Linked DNA regions of Mus musculus: region 2 is linked to region 1. The links are chromatin contacts, called in public Hi-C maps. All regions are on one chromosome and are shown on one strand. Each heading gives the region's core, a stretch centred on a gene start, on an enhancer-like site or on the middle of the called end of the contact. The rest is flanking DNA. Distances are from core to core; before and after follow the strand shown.

Region 1 (4,895 bases), core at 2,087-4,586:
CTGGTCTTAATTCCTTCAACCATATGGACCCTGGGCATCAACTCAGGTTGTCAGGTTAGTGGTGTTGTGCTTTACAAAAAGAAAAGAGAAGCCAGAGATATGTTTGGTGGAGGCTCAGGATGGGGGAAAGGGTGCCTCTGCGGGCCCATGCTGAGGCATCCCTTCCCCCTGAGGGACCAGCCATGAGAAAGTGAGAGAGAGAGAGAGAGAGAGAGAGAGAGAGAGAGAGAGAGACAGAGAGAGAGAGAGACAGAGAGAGACAGAGAGACAGAGAGACAGAGAGACAGAGAGACAGAGAGTAGAGGATTAGAGGCCTGCCATGAGCACGTGAAGAGAGAGGGGGCGGGGAATGGGAAGAGAGGGGGAAGAGGCTAAGGGCCAAGAGTAAAAGAAGAGAGCAAGTGAGTGAGGAGGGGGCAAGCAGCCTCTTTTATAGTGGTTGCTGCTAGGTAACTGTGGGGCGGAGCCTAGACAATGTGAACAAGGGGTTGACTCCTTTCCGCTCCTGTTGATTTGTCTCCTCAGCTTTAGCTTCACGTTTTATGTTCTCAGCTCACCAAGCTTGCATAGACCCTGGAATCCCACCATTATGCCTAATGCCAGATAAAAGTAGAGGTTCAGCAAATCTTTTATATAAACACAGAAACAATCTTGGCTATAATGTTCCTCAAAAGTTATCATTCAGGAGCTCTTGGACAAGCCTCCATTCTTGAAGAATAAACATGAGATGCTGTTTGTAGAACACAGGATGCCTCGGATGCTTACAAAGTTGTCTCATTCTCCAGGTGATCCTTTTCGAAACGCAGAGCCCAGATCACATGGAAGGCAACTAGAGCAGCATATATAGAGGCTTCCTGGACTCTCACTCTCGCTTGGCTGGGCCCTGTGGCTCCTGATTCATTCCTCCCCTAGGGAGAGGCACAGTAATCCTGAAGACTGTAGAAGATAGCAGCTTTGAGGATGAGGGTGATTCTTGAGGTAGGAGCATCATTGGAGGAAGTACAGAAAAGGGGTTTCTGCACAGCTCCCCTGTTCTCAGATCTCAAATGTACTTGGAAGCCCTTAGAGTATAACTAGAATATGTCATAGACTTATGATGATATTGTGATTTAGTCAACATCCCCTATTCCATTTGACAGTAGAAATATATTTATTTTCACTCATTGAATACGGTCTTTTGGGTAGGTCTGTGCTTTCTGAAATGAGAGTCAATAAATTCCAAGGGCACAACCATGAGATTAGAGGGTTATGCACATTTCTCTCGACTCACATAATTTCTCTCTATATGGCAAAGTACAAGGAGTTCCATATAATTCATGGGGCTCACGGTTTTTCTTGTGGGAATGTAAAATTTACTTGAACCACTTACTTTTTAAGAGATGAAATGGATATAGTTAGACCTACCTGGTGTGTTTTTTGTCTTTGTTTTTATTTTTATTTTTTTTACTCTGTGGAAAGTTGGCTTCCTGTTAATTGCATGCACGGTCTCAAAGCTCTTTACAGAATCTTTCATAAGTGATATTAATAGTAATGGTAGATTTTTTATTAATAATGCATAATAACAATAGCTCTCATTAAAACAACATCAGTTAAGTGATTAGAGAAATGGTTGGAGTTGTGGTTAGAGAATGGGCCTGCAGACATCAGTCCTGCTGAAGTCATTTATTTTTTCCTTATCAAATAGAGACAACTATAATGAGCGATTAAAAGCTTAATAAAATTCTGCCCTAATTGCATAACTGCAGACTGGGGGTTTTGTTTGTGGGAATGTCCTTGGTGGTATCTTATGATGAGGTTTCCCCAGGAGAAAGAACAGAAAACAAAGCATCCTTTGCAAGTGCTCTTAAGTGAGTCATGGTTTTCTCATTGCTTCCTGTACTACAGTTACCATCAGGAGTGGAAAGGAGCAGGTGTCTGGCTTTCAGTCCCAGCTTTGTTATACACTTCCAGCTGACCATATAACAATGGCTTTGACGCTTGGCTTCTTAACCGTTGTCAGTCAAGGATTCCATTGACTTAGTAGATAATTTCACTAACCAGTGTTCTACCAGGTGCCCTCTGAGCGCACCCTGCACCCTGGCCATTTCCACCTTTGTCCAGAGGCTCTCATTTCCTGGGTTTTTACTCTGCCTCTCTTCTGCTTCTGCATCTTCACAGGCACAGGAAGGCCACCTATGGCCATACAAGCTTAGAATCCTGCCACTCCAACTACTTCTCTGCCAGCTCTTTCTACTCGCCCCCAGACAACCAAGGATAAGCAAGATGAATGAGCTCATCTTAAGAAGCTGAATGCTGGGGAAGCCAGGCCAGCTCTTGATGCTTCCTTTCCGGTTCCTTTCCACGCTATATACAAGTATGTCCTAAAGTAGGAATGAAGCAATGTCTTCAGTATGGATGTTAAACCTCTACAATGATCAATGCAAGGTAGAGGGCCACTATGTGCAACAATGTAAGAAAAGTCTGGTAGAAAGTCTACTGAAGTCATGATGAAAATGGTAAACACTGGACTCTCAGGAAGACAAAGCAAAGTTGAGAGCAGTAAAAGTATTCAGGGAGTCTTCTGAAGATCTAAACCTTAACTCTTAGGGAAGAAAGTGTGTGTGTGTGTGTGTGTGTGTGTGTGTGTGTGTATGTGTGTGTGTGTGTGTTTGAGTGTGTGTGTGTGTGAGATAGAGAGAGAGAGAGAGAGAGAAAAGTGTGTATGTGTGTAATATTTATAACTTATATGTATATGTGTTATATATGTTTATACATATAGTCACATTTTCTAGATGTATAACTTAGAAAGTTAATAATATCAACACAGTTTTCTAAAAAGTGAAATTCAGACTTCATATAGCTTTGTCAAAAAAAAGAAGTATTAAGCAATGATAAAATATGAGCTGACTTAATTTATACTGAGGCTCTCAGGAAATTTGTAGTTTCTGAGTGCGATCTTAACCCCGACAAAGTCAGCATCTATGTGTTTAGGCAGGAGGCTGACCTAGTCTGGAAGCATCAGAATAAATAATACCTCATTGTATTTGCTTTGGCTTGCCATGAGTATTTCCCCACTCCTGGACTCCATGAACTTTGCTGAGTTTTCTATTCCTGACTTCTGGTATTTGGAATGGAGACTCATAAATGGAGATAAGAGCCTTGAAATTATGGTCCAGAATCTCTTCCTCTGCAGGCAAGCTTTAGCTTTCATTTCTAATTTCCCTTAGAAGGAGAACACACATATTGTCTCTCAAAATTATTTGAAAGGAAGCTTCATTAATCACTACGTGGCCACTTCTTAGCCTTAGTCCCAAAGGTCTGGTAAGCTTTAAATCCCTAGTGACACCTGCTGGGCAGACCTCTGCTCCTGCTGCACCCTTCCCTCAACCTGCCTCTTCCACACAAAACTGCTGGCCAGGAGGTGGGGGGCCCATTGCTGCCTCCTCAGTGTCCAGCCAGTCTGCTCTCATGCAGGTGACCCTCGCCCGTGTAGCCTATTCTCACGGTTCCTGAGTTCCTCTGCCTAGGCCCCAGGAATCAAACAAGAAGCTACCAAAGCAAGGCATGGAAAAGAGTGCTGGGGTGAGAAGGGAGGGAGAAGGAGAGGGAGAGGGAGAAAGGGAAAGGAGGCAGAGACACTGACAGAGAAATGGAAAGACAGAGAGAGACAGAGAAAATTTCAACATTCGGCAACCCCCCCCCCCCCCCAGCCCTAAGTTACTAAACTGCTTCTTTGTCTGTAAACTCTGGGGTGAACGATGCCATTCAGCCGTATGTTTTGTTCAAGCACAAACCAAATTATGCTATACTTGCGTATATCTGAACATATTGGTTTATCTTACATAGAGTTTAATTGATGCAAACTTGAACTTCAGTGTGTTAGATTTTCAGGGAAAACACCATCCTGCAATTCAGAGCGTTATGTTTTTCTTTGAACAAAGAGGAAAAAAAAAAAAGGAAAAAGGCAATTAAAACCCTGCTTTCTTTACTTCATCCACACTCTCCAACCACTACAGAAATCCTGTTTAACCTCTTGGAGTGTGACCTCTTCTGTCCTTTCCTGTCCAATGGCAAAATTTCCCTCTGAGCCAACATCTGCATCCTTGGACAGATGTACTTGTGTGCAAAGTCCATGTTAGCTGATCAAGCGTGGCTTTGTTTGCACTTATTCATTGCTCACCCAGCACTGTGTAAGTGGTTTTGCATATTAACTAAGTGCACAGTAACCTTTCTTTACCTCCTTAGAGCTCCACCCCCTCCCACCCGCCGGGGGAAATCAACACTGTTACTCGCCTAGGAAGCTGCCAAGAGGTTGTCATGGCAACCGTTCAGCTTTCAGCAGCTACTTTTCTGGTTTGAAGGGGAGGGGAGAGGAGAGGGGAAAAAAAGCACCATCCACCCAACACACTGAGGAGAACTAGGCAGTTTTCTGATCAGAGTTCAGATAAAGAAAGTCACAGTAATTTGTGGCCACTGACTAAAATAACCCCGGGGATGGGAGAGTTACCACATAAGAAGCAAACTAAAAAGGTAAGCGCAAGAAAAAGGCAGTAATTAAGTTATTCGGTGGTGGTCACAATATGAAGTATTTCGGATTTTGTCAGCCCATGTCATCTAAGATGTTATCTCATGAGTCTTTTTTTTTTCATCCCGAGCCAAACAAAGATGATTTTTTTTATGGGATTCCAAACGTCAGGGAGGCAGCGCAGGAGGGTAAGCCAGCCCCAGAGGGGGATGCTCACATCTGAAAGTCATTTCCCCAAAACTTCATTTAACCCAGGAACAATGCGGCTCTCAGGCACCAGGAGCTGGAACCAGGTGCAGTGCCAGGTCAAAAGGCAGCCTCCGGAGCTCCTCTCAGTGGGGGTGGCTGGCTAGGTGTGCCCAGAAATGGTCTGATTTCAAAGGAAGGTCTG
Region 2 (4,725 bases), core at 444-2,943, 490 kb after region 1:
ACAAGAGGTCTGTGTGGGCAGCAGGCTTTAGGAGGATTTCTTAAAATCATGCACTGAACCACTGTATCATAAATTCCCAGTTTTGCATTTCTGTAAATGCTCACCTCAATGTATTGATTTCTGTAATGGTAGAAAAGGAAAATGGTCCCCAAGTCTCAGTGACTCAGCATAGTATATTTTCTCCTGGGTAAGTATATGCTTAATTTCTTATTTTACAGATATTTAAGAATACATACATGCACACATATATACACACATCTATTTACATATGTGTATTCTAGCATATATCATATCATTATGTTTTTCTCTCTTGAATCTAAACAGCCTTCTTGCCTTCAGTTATCAGGTAATAGAAAATTATACATTGGCAATGTTCAAACAGCTGGCTGATAAGCAACCACATCTCTTCTGCCTCTTTTATTAGTCACACCTCTGTCAGTATGTTCCTCTTACTTCAAGGAGCTTGCAGATGTATTTATAATGTGCCAAAGAGGAAGAAAACATGAATCTTGGCAAACACTAACAGTTTCGGACACTAAGTCCAAAGCAAAATAGATTTAGAGGACTTCCCAAGGGATTCATTTTAGGCAAATAAACTGGTAGGAATCTGATGATTTTACTAGCAGATCTGAAAGCATGAATTTCTGTCTTCTATAAGAAGAAATGATGTATCAGGGAAATGAAATGATATAGAAAAATGTCATGACAAAATTAGAAAACTCAAGAAAAAAAGAAAACTATGTTATTTATTTCCTATAAATAAAGGAATTTAGAATATGCATGAGGTTTAGGTGTTCACAGGATAAACAAAAAGTGAAAATGTGAATTTGATGTGTAAAACATGTCCTTTTTATGGATCAATTTAAAGACTGTGAAATTCATTCCTCCCTTAAAATACCTAAATTTTATCCATCAGTACATGAATACCTGCATGAAAACAAGATGAAAAACACAATCAATTGTCCCCAAAAAATGTTTAACTGTGATCTATAAAGTTAAAATATCACAGAAGATTCAGTGACAACATGGGATAGACTCCAAAGGTTTTTGAGTTGTGACAATGCAAATGGACTCACATACCTGGACATGGGAAGCCTCCTGGGCAGAGGTGTAGTAGAAGCCAACACTGATATTTGGACACTGGATGTCTGACTACAGTTAAGAGAAGAATGGGGCTACGGTACCTGTACTGAGTACTGCCATTGCCAGCTGTCATTATATACTTCGGTGAATATTATTACCTCTAGGAAAGTTCACCAAACACACTTCCTCTCAGTGTTTTGTTTATCAATAATTACATGCTATTACCTGAACTTAGCAGATCGAGGACCATTGTGAAGAGTAAGCAATTTTTTTTCTCACCAATTACGTCTTTGTGTGAAAATGGAGCTAGTTACTGGGAGATAGTAATAGCATTGGATTAAAACTACTTTCATGAAAGCTTCACTCCATAGGGCTCCTTTCGTGGCTCAGATAATGCATCTAGGTTATTTAGGGTCTGAGGCTTATCAAAAGAGACAGAATGAATCGTGCTGGGTTGTGTGATATGATTTGGAGAAGAGAACTGACTGCCCTAAAATGAAAAAGACGAAGTAATTTTCCATAGGCTTTTGAATCCTAAGGTTTACCCTCCTGTTCCCCCTATCGTCCATCTAAAGATTAAAGAGTGAAACAATCAGCGGATTTTAAAGTGAAGGGGAAGGGAGGGTGGTCTGCACCTGGAAACCATTTTCTTGATTTGTGCTGGCTGTAGTCCTGGAGATAGAACAGCAAGAATTCCGCTCTGGGGTTTCTTTGAAATCTGGGGAGAATGATTTGTGTGAGGAGGGGGAATAGAGGAATCATGGGGGGGGGGGGAGCTCATTCCTTCTTGCCACATTGCTGTGCTGCAGAGGAAGAGTCTGGTCTGCCTTGGGATGGAGTTGAAAGGAAATCAACAAGGCAGCTTCAAGTATGCAAGAATTTGTTATGGACTTGCCAACTTTTCAAACATAACTGTCTGTGTTCAGAGGCTGCCAACACGAAGCACACATGGTTCAGTACTGCAGATCTTCCCAATAACTGTGCAAATCACAACATGTTTTTGTCTTCAGTGTGCTCAAAAGGTAACCGTGTGAGGTCCCTTTGTTTACATAGTCTGGAAATGCACAATGATAAAATTGCTTTAGAAAATTGAGGCATGAAACACTCATATTCCTAGTTATTTTCTATTTGTGCCAATTGGTGAGTTCCAAAGTATCGCTCACCCCAAAAGAAGACAAAAATGCAATAGAATAAACTATATTGTTAATTTCATGAACACTTGTATGCTTTTAAAAATAATATTTATTCTTTGAAATTTTTATATATGCACAATGTATTTTTATCTTACGTATTTTACACGCCTTCCCCTAACTCCTCGCAGATCTCCCACACACTCCCTGTTCATATCTTCATGTCTTCTTTTATTTTTTTTTAACCTGCCTTTTGTCCACTTTATGTGTTCCTTCTCCACTGTTATATTTTCCAACTACACAAAGAAGGCTGGAGGAGAAAGGAGGTATTAATATCCTTAGACTACTTCCTACTGATTAAGGGTATCAAGTTCCTTGGGGCACTTTTGATCTTCTTTGTTAGGATATCTCAACCAGGAACCAGCAACAACTAGCCAATAGCCAGCCAGGAGCCAGCCAGGAGCCAGCCAGGAGCCAGCCAGGAGCCAGCCAGGAGCCAGCCAGCAGCCAGTCAGCAGCCAGCCAGCAGCCAGCCAGCAGCCAGCCAGCAGGAACCACAGCAGGAGAAATTGCAGCAGCCATATCCTTCTCTAGGCCTCTTCATATATATATATATATATACTCTCAAGAGTTTCTAGACTTTCAAATATCATACACTTGGGAAAAACTATCTGCAGCTGGCAAAAATCATGGTCTTGATGAAACAAAAGGCAAATCATAGTCTGCTGCCTTGTATAATCTGAAGCAGCCCCGTATCTCACACCTTGAACAAAAACATATTCATATTCACATAACATTTCTATGTTTTTAAAGAAGCCAAATTTCTTGCAACCCACTGAGTCTATTTTGTTCTTCCTATATATTCAGGAGTGTGGTTCATCTACTGTACCATAATTGACCTACTAGGGGCTACATCTTCAAAGAAAACTGAATCTCTCTCCCCAAGAAGCAATCTATTCTCATAGTTTCTCAGTTAAAGATGGGCTTTCTACTTCATGCTGTAATACTGATTGGCTTAATGTAGCGCAGGTCTTGTGTAGATAAGCTATTGTGAGTTCATGAGTGATACAGCCCTGTCTTGGCCAGAAGATTGTTTACCTCCAGTTCTCTCCAGTCTCTTGCTCTTATAATCTTTCTGTCCCCTCTTCTACAATACTCCCTGAATCTTGGGTGGGAAAGTGATAAAATAGAGATAGATGTCTCACTTGTGACTGAGTGGCCCTGTGACTCTAGTTCATTCTCTGCCCCCCCCCACCTTTGAGAATGCTGAATACAAGAAGGATTATTATAAATTAATTTAATCATATTTTCCTGAGTTTTATAATGACACTGCTCAAGATAGTAAGTCTATGATTCAATGATATAAAACGTGATTCTAGGATTAGCTAAAGAACTTCCTACAGCCATGAAGCTAATTTTTGCTCCTGGGTTTATACTATGGCCATTGAAAAATTGAGATTCAAACTCCCTAAAATCATACCCTTTGCCTTCATCATTTTTCAAATTTATCTTCTCTATGATAGAGCAAATATGGTCCCCAATATTGTTACTACTCTCATATGAAGGCAACATCATATACTGAGACTTGGATACAGACTTGGATGCATTCATTGAGTTTTTATTAATTGAGAAAGTATCTAGCAAAGAAACTTAAAGATGGAAGTAATTTTAAAAATAACATTATTTTATTTTAATGAAATAAAATAAAACCTCAAATAAAAAATTCACACAATTAGATTAAAGTAGTCACTCTGAACTCTGTATAGCTCAGTAAGCTTCTAGAGAGTTAGAATGGCTATTATGACTCTGTGAGTTTTTACACTTTTGGCGTCAATTAAATTTTTGTGCACTAATTCGCTACAAAAACTGATACTAACGACAGAATTGAAACTAGAAAAAACATTTAGATTTATATCTTCTTTACAACTCCCATGTTCTTTGCCTGAGGGAAGGATGTATTTTGGCTGACATTTTGAGAGTATAGTCCATCGCCTTTTCAAAGGAAAACTATGGCAGTAGAGGGTATATTGCATTTGTACTCAAAAGTAGTGAGCAATAAAAGATGGTTCTCCACCCATTCACTTTCTCCTTTTTATTGAGTGGAATCCAAATCCTGTAGAATTGTGCTTTCTGTAGTTAAAGGGCCTTCCTACCTCAACCAAAGATAGAAACTCCCTCCCAAATCTATCCAGAGTTCCTCTCCCAGCAGATTCTAGACACTGTCAAGTTGATAATCAACATTAATCATCAGAAACCTTGTGTTAATTCTGATTCTGCCACTGACAACTTTGTGACTTCAGAGAGAATCTTTCACTTCTACGTTGAAAATTATATATCATGACCATTTCTATAAGATCATTGTTCCACTGGAAATATAGTCAGAAAAATTCAACTAGTCTTCAAATGCTAATGAGCAATTCTTATCAATCAAGAAAAGAAACATCTACCCCAAAGACTCAAGACTTCCCTATATAATGTCTGCTCATATGTGACTATAGTTATGCATCATCAT

The links. A called contact is a pair of places that touch in the nucleus more often than the background predicts.
Region 2: a contact with region 1 is called in a Hi-C map of cranial neural crest, with 1.6 times the contacts expected there. The contact joins two enhancer-like sites. A contact is called at or near these places in 1 of 484 Hi-C or Micro-C datasets (cranial neural crest) and 2 of 115 datasets of contacts at active chromatin or transcription factors (large pre-B cells and stem cell-derived neural progenitor cells).

What each region holds. Positions count from the first base shown.
Region 1 is chr14:100,455,030-100,459,924 of GRCm38.p6, forward strand. It overlaps Gm34199 (a long non-coding RNA gene), which reads left to right. Exons shown (of 6, transcript XR_003951137.1): 4 at 786-978; 5 at 2,158-2,353. Among named protein-coding and RNA genes, the nearest start is that of Gm26367, 39 kb to the left of the region's middle. Within about 2 kb of position 3,337, at least 156 of the 459 cell types and tissues checked have an H3K27ac peak or open chromatin away from gene starts, as enhancers often do.
Region 2 is chr14:100,949,013-100,953,737 of GRCm38.p6, forward strand. No RefSeq gene overlaps it. Among named protein-coding and RNA genes, the nearest start is that of Gm46481, 100 kb to the right of the region's middle. Within about 2 kb of position 1,694, at least 13 of the 459 cell types and tissues checked have an H3K27ac peak or open chromatin away from gene starts, as enhancers often do.